Regions from separate parts of the Oryctolagus cuniculus genome. Here region 2 is linked to region 1. Evidence: chromatin contacts called from public Hi-C data. All regions are on one chromosome and are shown on one strand. Each heading gives the region's core, a stretch centred on a gene start, on an enhancer-like site or on the middle of the called end of the contact. The rest is flanking DNA. Distances are from core to core; before and after follow the strand shown.

Region 1 (4,173 bases), core at 1,474-3,973:
TGTGGTCCTGGGGGAGTGAACCAAATGATGAAAAATCAGTTTCTCTTTCTCTCTCTCTCTCTGCCTTTCAAATAAAAAGTAAATACATCTTTGAAAGAATTCAGAGGTGGAAAAGCCTGGACTGTAAGGCTAGAAGCTAGGAGAGATTTACTAACAGCAAAACTTGAGAAACATTTCTGTTCAGCAGATAATTGAAGTGTAAAAATTTCCAGAGTCAGCAAAATCTGCTTACTTATTTTCTTGTTTATTAATAACAATATTGTCTAAAAGAGGCTTTGAGGTTACTTTCAGCAATGAGTAGAGGATACAATATCACCCATACATGCACTTTTAAGGATGAGAGTGAAGGCAAAAAACATATACAGGAATATGAGCTCATTGAACAAAATATACAGTGTAAAACCCTCAGCAGCGTGCACAAACCAACAGCATGGTTCTCTCTGGGCTTCCTTAATGCCGGGGGAAAAAAACACAGCAGTGTCCATTGTAGGCTACCCAGTGTCTGAAAGGTGAGAATTCAGGTACTTAGAAGGCATCTAGATTTCTAACACTGCGCAAGCGAGAAATACCTCGAGTAGACGCCTCCTGTGTTTGGAACCAGAAGAGCCATAAACAAGTCTGACGCAAACTGAGAAAGTGCCCGTTCAGTGCACCGAGGCCACACGATGTCAAGCGCTCTTCTAACTAATGCTGGCACTGCTCAGACGCCGGCAGGGCCTCCAGCCCGGGCACCTGCCCATCCTGGCACTCATCCCTGGTTTTTTGCTGAGCATTTTACGATTTTTGTAGACACACCACTGAAGGTTTGATTGGCCTCCAGCAAGAGCCAGAACCCTGGCTGTCTTTGGCCATTCTCTGCTTCCTCCTCCCGCTCCTCCTCTTCCTCACCCTCTCTCTAGGCCTGTGCATCCCTCGGCCCTCCTACCAGCATCCCTGCCCCCATCCCTGTGTTCAAGTCTTTCTCCATTCTCAGGGCAGTGGCTCTCCCATCTGGTGTGGGATTCGGGGAGCCAGTCGCCCCTTTCCCCTCTCCCACGCCTGGGAAGTCCCTGCCTCCTCTTCCAGGATGACCACCGTGACTTAGAGCCTACTTCACAAAAGGCCTGTGACCACAGCATCTGCTTACAGTTACCTCTTGGCTCCCACGCTGCTTTTACAAATCAATTTCTTATTTTCATCACAAATCTGCATGGTGCCAGTCGACCATTCGGGGAAGAGAATCTGAAGCTGTTTGTGATCCAGGCAAAGTAAACAAGGGCCTCCATCCCAGTCACTTGCACTCCAGGGGGGGGGGGGCATCTCCTCCCGCCCCAGGCTTGCTCCTCCCGAGCTCTGACCCTGAGGTTATTCCCTTGCCTTCCCTGTTCTAGCTCTGTCACCCTGGCACGTGCCTGATTCCCTACAGCGATGACCAGGTAGGTGTGTGAGTGGGAGAAGAGTGGGAGGTGTCCACCTGCCACCCTCTAGGGGAGAAGCAAGAGGTACAGAGAGGGGGGGGCATCTGAGATGGAGGCTGAGAGGAGAGGAAAATGGAAAAAGAAAGGCAGTGCTCTGAGAAGTAAACCGTGCCCAGCAACCCATGTGGGATGCTTACGCGTGTGCCTGGCACCTCCCTTCCACGCCACAGAACCCCCACCAAGTGGATGCTAGCATCACTGTCTGGGAGAATGGGGAAACTGAGGCATGGCGCGGGGATGCCATTTGCCCAAGGTTGTCTGATCCTAGGCGATGGCCACGCTGGGATCTGGGCCACAGCAGGCCCCATAGGCTTTAGCGGTGTTCCAGGTAGACCGGTGAAGAAGGGGGCCTGGGAACAGGGATGGTCGTGGAGGCGCCGGTGCGGGAGCACCCAGAAATGACAACTGGTTTGCCTCCCACTGCAGGGGAGGGTCTTATGATGGCCACGAGACACGAGACCTTCTCTGCATTTTTGCATCACAGTTAGAAACTAGGGTGGAATTCTCTGGGAGAGAGAGAGGAGAGAGGGGCGAGGGGTAAACACACCTGGAGTGGGGTGCTTCACAGCCCAGGCTCTCTGGAAAGAGCAGGCTGGGATAGGGCAGTGCCGAATCCCCGCCTCAAGGATGCGCTAGAGGGGGACAAGCAGGGCACAGGAACACGCTGAAACCCAGCTGGCCCGGAGCCCAGCCTCGCTCCGGGGCTGGCTTCCCCTGGCCTCCCTTCCAGACTTTCCATGCAGCCTTGCGTTTCGCAATGCGAAGGGCCTGGCACAGGACAGCTGGGCCCTCCTACAGACCCAGGGCCCTGTGTGCTGGGCGCCGGATCCCTGCGCTGCCCGGCCCGAGGGGGCGCCCTTCACACAGACCGCGCGCGACCTGGATGGCGACTGGCTGGGCCCCGAGGCAGCCTCCGGGCTGGAACTGGCCCAAGTGGATACAGGTTCATCAGTCGTGCCCTGCGCTGGCCAGCCCCGGGCGGCTGTGCAGGTGGGGCTCCCTGGCTCCCCGGCTCTGCCTTTTCCTGGTGGCTCTCCTGGATGCCATGCCGCGGGGGTCACTGCCCTCCAGCGGAAGCCAGGGAGGGAAGCCAGGACCCGTTCAGGCGCACTGCCTGTTCATTAGAATGCAAGTTCATTGGTAAAAATGCAAATGACTCATTTCACTTCATCCTCCTGACAGCCTGCGCTGGTAGCACGCGCGGGCTGCTGCCTGCACCTGTCACCGCGGCGGCACTGCTCGCTTGGTGTAAAAGGCCTGCCACCCTTCAGGTGTATAAATAGCAGCCGTCAGGAATCCGCTCGGGCGCAGACTCGATCGCTCACTGCCCCCTAGTGGACCGGTGTGAGCGAGGCGGTGCCCACAGACAGTCCCCGCTTTGATTTGGGTTCCAAGCCAATCAGGGTTGCATTTTATTTCAGCGTTAGTTTGCGGCTTCTGCTGCCTTGATCCTTGTTCCCAATGTCTGCGGTTCTTAATTAACAGCCCTGAAATGGAATAAAATGTCAATCAAGGGTGACCCTTTCTGGAAATACCTTTGAATGCTATCAAGTCGCGACATTTCCAAGCAGTAGTTAAGGCCTCGTGTGATGCTCATTTTAAAAATCAAATTATCTCCAGGCTGGGGGGGGGGGGGTGCAGCTTAAAGCGAAGGTGGCATTAAAGGGCTCGTGTTGCCATCCAGCACAAGGACAGGTGCATGGGAGGGAAACAAGTTTATTTATAAAGCAGAAGCACCCACACCGCCTGCCTTGTCATCTGATTTGTCCCCTAATCACCTTTCTGCAGCTTTTCAGGTTTTCACACTTTGCAAGTTTCTTGATTGTCGTGAATCTCTGTAATGGGGATGTAGCCATATTCAGTCTAAGGAAAGCAAGGTTTGCAATTAGCCAGCAAAGCCCTGGGTGTTGGTTCATCGCCAGCTACAGCAAAAGCTGTTGTGAGAGACTGTCCCCAGGGCTGCCTTTGATGGTTGCCTCTGTCCCAGGATCATTCACTTAAAGACCATCCAATAATATTCCTTAGTGTTCTACCGGACACACTAAGAAACTTTTTTCTTTTTTAAGATTTATTTATGTATTTGAAAGTCAAGAGTTACAGAGAGTCAGAGAGAGAGAGAGAGAGAGAGAGAGATCTTCCATCCACTGGTTCACTCCCCAGATGGTTGAAATGGCAGGGGCTGGGCCAGTTCTCCTACACGGATGCAGGGGTCCAAGCACTTGGGCCATCTTCTGCTGCTTTTCCAGGTGCATTAACGGGTAGCTGGGTCCGAAGTGGAGCAGCTGGGGCTTGAACCAGAGCTCATATGGGATGCCAGCATCGAAGGCAGTGGCTTAACCTGCTGAGCCACAGGGTAGCTGCCTGTGTCTTTGGAGGGTTAACACGTGGACTTTCATGCCCTTCCTGAGTCATGTCTTTAGTCCAGGACTTGAACAGATTCGGAAGTATCCCCAGGTTGGGTGACTGCATTGCTGTCACCTTCAGGCACATCTGGGGTGCCTTGCCAAGTCTGTCTGCATAGTCCAGACTCTGAAGATCTCCATGGAGAGAGCCGAGGCCCCCAGAGCCCTGGCATCCCTTGTGTGGCTGGGTAGAATGGCGCTCGGTGTGTAGCACCCTTGGCAGTGTGGGAAACAGTCCCCCAAGCAATCCTCTGTGCTGAGTGTGTCAGATGAGGCAAGGGGACTCAGGACAAAAGGCATGTGGCCGAGATGTG
Region 2 (3,603 bases), core at 190-2,689, 180 kb before region 1:
GCCTCTGCCGTGCCTGGGCCTTCAGATCCCAGGAGTCGCTGTACTTCAGTATCCGCACCCGAGGGTCCGAACAAGACCCCTAGAGCTTCTTTCAGGCCTGGTATTGTGTGGGCTTGAGACACGGAGACACCAGGGTGAGCAGAAACAGACGATGCCAGCTGTGGGCGTTCCTTGAGGGATCAGTGTTTGACTCCCAAAAGGGAGATCCCGAAATAGCTCCTCCGTGATACGGGCCTTGCAGAGAAGGAATTCACACGGGGCGAGGGGGTTCTTAGAAAGAACCTGCGTCTAACTCTCCAGCGCCAACACGTGAGGGTCAGCTGGCTCAGATCTGGAATCCTGCGGCACTTTCAGTGCGTGCAGGGGTGGGGTGCAGAGGAATGGGCCTGAAAGGGTCCTTGTGCACCTTCAACGCTGCAGCTAAACCAGACGCTAATGGGTGAGTAACTTAATAGGTCACCCTATTTTTCAGTAATGTTTTCGCTTTGAAAAAAAAAAAAAAAGACTTCAGTTAGAGAGCAAGTCATTCCCAAGAAATTAGATTCCGCTGGTTGAAATAGGAGACTTCAGCCAGTGGCCCGGGAAACACGTTTGCCAGCTCCTCCGATCTTATCTGATGCCTCCCGTCCTGCCTGGGCCGTGACTATTTTTTGGGAAAAAGCCCATGTGATCGCTCTTTTAAAGACTGTTAGAATCGCTTGCCTCTCCCAGGTCTGAAAGAAGATTTGGGCTCGGGCTGCATTTGAAGAAATGCAGGTTGTATTTCCCCCAGCATTTAGGGTTTGATGGCTTCTGCTTATCTAAAGTGCTCACATTGCAAATATGAGCAGCAGGGCTAGGGATTTAAATTCTGCCTTGATGGGAATTTGAACTGAAACACTCTGCCCACTGCCACTTTATAAGCTGGGACTCATCAAGCCAGCTACAAATACCTCGAGGGGTCCTTGCAGTTACTCAACATAAATCAGCAAAATGACAGGCAATTGACTTTGAAAAGACAGCTCTCACATGGCTGAGTGGCTGGAGCTGCTGGAAGCAGATGCGGGCATTTTCCTGTAAACATGATCGTGATTAGCAGGAGTAAACAGCGGCCTGGGCTCTGCGTGCCAGGCCCCAGCCTGCTCTGGGTATTTCATTAGGTAGAGATCAACGTGCGGCTGGACGCGCAAAGTTGGTAACTCTCAGAACTAAGTTTGTATTTTGACACCTGGCCGAGACTTCTGGTTGTCCCGAAGGTAAGCAGGACGGAAATTCGATGTCGCAGTGTTCTTGTGCAGAGATGAAACAGGCGTGTGGACAGAAGACCTGGCGACGTAAGAGCAGTCCGCAGCCTCGTGCTGGCTGACAAAAGTGTGGCACTGCTCAGATTTGAGCTAAGTGGCAAGGTTCAAAAGGACGGCCTGACCAGTGTCACCCGGGGCCACCAACCTGCCCGTCTGCGGAGGCCTGGATTGTAACCTCAATAGCCAAGCTGGCCAGAGGGGTGGCAGCCAAGTGGGACACGCACGCCCTGTCCAAGGAGGCAGCTGACCTAGCTCTGGCACAGATCATTGCCAACTAGGGCAGAGAGCTCTGGGTTGTCATATCAACTGGGTTCTCCAAAGGAAGCCAGACACCACGATTTTCATGCGAAACACTAGGTGTGCCAAAACAAATATGTTCACAAGTCAAAGGCATCCAGCCAGTTTGCAACCTGGTTCTGGGTGATTACCTTCATATTCAACTCCTCCAAACATATTCCTGCTGTACCAAGTCTCCGGGCCATTTAAAGGGTAGAGAGAGAGAGAGAGAGAGAGAGAGCAAGTGAGCTCAAGTGAGTTTGCATAGACTCTCTTAGAAGGAGTGCAAAATGTATCAGCTCTCCAGATCTAGAAAGGGTGTGTGTGTGTGTGTGTGTGTGTTTAATATCTAATAGGTCTTTCATGCTGTAACTGCTCATCATCACTGGAATAATCGTAACTCACGTGAGAAGTTTAAATGCAGCTGGCATTCACAGAAGGAGACCCTGCTAAATGCTTTGGAATTCCTGTGAATGCCTCCAAGGTAACTTGGGAGTGGGCCTTTGGCCTAGGTGTAGAGACATCTGTATCCCATATCAGAATACCTGGGTTGGTGTCTGGCTCCAGCTCTCTCTCTTTCTCTCTTTTGAAAGGTGTATTTGTTTATTTGAAGGGCAGAGTGATAGAAAGAGGAAAAGAGGGAGGAAAAGGGAGGGAGGGAGAGAAGAGAGAGATCTCAAGAATGGTCTTTCATCTGTTGGTTCACTCTCCAGTTGTTTGCAATGGCTGGGGCTGAGCAGGGGCAAAGCCAGGAGCCTGACACTCCATCTGGGCGGACATCCATGTGGGCGGCTGGGACCCAAGTCCTTGGATCATCATCTGCTGTCTGGCAGGATGCATTAGCAGGAAGCTGGATTGGAAGTGCAGGAGCTGGGGCTTGAACCAGCACCCTCATAAGGGCTACCCTTATTTTTAAGACAGGAATTAAAATAGTGCTTCCTCTATAGCGTTGTGGGGAGGAGCTGCAAGCCAAGTGCGCAGCTCATGTGAGGGTGAGAGGCATGCCTGTGTTCAAGATGGAGAGGAGGGAGCAGTTTGAGGTCATCCCAGGTTTCTGGGTGTTGGAGGATGCTGGAGCTGTCCATCAAGTGGGCGACAGCGAGAAAGAACAGGGTCGGGACACAGGAAATTTGTTGAAATGAATCGGTGAAAATGAGCAACTGCTCATCATGGCTGCAATAATCATAGCTCACACGGGAAATTAAATTCAATTGGCCTGGAGCTGAAGGAAGCCCCAATGAGGCCCACTCCTTAGGGTGGCTGAATTGAAGGCATCAGAATTTGGAGGAAGACAATTGTGGTGGGGAGTTGAGACGTGGCTTTGGATGCTTACCTGGGGGCAGCCTCAGCCTGTGAGCAACTGTGACAACTGTGCATGCGTGAGGTTGCGAGAGACTGGGTGGCCAGAGAGGAGAAGGGGCCTCAGAGACCCCAACCGTAAGAGCAGCCAGGAAAGGAATCGGCGACAGGGCATCCAAGAGGCAGAGGTGACACCTGTGGAAAGGGGCTACAAGGAAACCAAGGAAGAAAAGGAGGATGTGATTCCATCCTCAAGAGGTTTGCAATCTGGGGAAGCAGCCGAAACAGAAACACACGCGGCACGCGGCAGCTGAGAGACTTGAGGACAAGTTAGAGCAGCCCCCGCTCCTATGCACCTGCTGGGGCCGGGGAGCGGGGGCTTCCAGCGAGCAGCACACCCTGGCAGGGGATGTGCAAAGACTTCAAAAAGTGCACGGGGAATAGAAAGAAAAGATGAAGTTCATGTCAGTATAAAAATCGTGAGTCCTATGTAGACTCCATTTCTGCTGATTTCCTGGGTGGGGGTGCACACAGAGGTGGGGAGCAGAGGAGGGACTTGCAGGTCAGAGTGAGCTGGGGGCCCAGGACTGGTGCAAGCCCTGGTCGGAAATGACTTTGGGCAGCACTATCGAGTCGCACTGCCCTCTTGGAGCAAATGTTTTTGCTAAGTAGTCAGGACGTTTCTTCTACTCTTGAGTGCATTTTCGTTTTACAGATTTTCGTTAGTGTGGGCCCCAGTCCTCGG

The links. A called contact is a pair of places that touch in the nucleus more often than the background predicts.
Region 2: a Hi-C map of an unstated tissue shows a contact between it and region 1, with 2.2 times the contacts expected there. The contact joins two enhancer-like sites. A contact is called at or near these places in 2 of 6 Hi-C or Micro-C datasets (ear pinna and an unstated tissue).

The regions. Positions count from the first base shown.
Region 1 is chr9:83,513,666-83,517,838 of mOryCun1.1, reverse strand. No RefSeq gene overlaps it. Among named protein-coding and RNA genes, the nearest start is that of TEX26, 110 kb to the left of the region's middle. Within about 2 kb of position 2,723, at least 1 of the 8 cell types and tissues checked has an H3K27ac peak or open chromatin away from gene starts, as enhancers often do.
Region 2 is chr9:83,692,922-83,696,524 of mOryCun1.1, reverse strand. No RefSeq gene overlaps it. Among named protein-coding and RNA genes, the nearest start is that of MEDAG, 41 kb to the right of the region's middle. Within about 2 kb of position 1,439, at least 3 of the 8 cell types and tissues checked have an H3K27ac peak or open chromatin away from gene starts, as enhancers often do.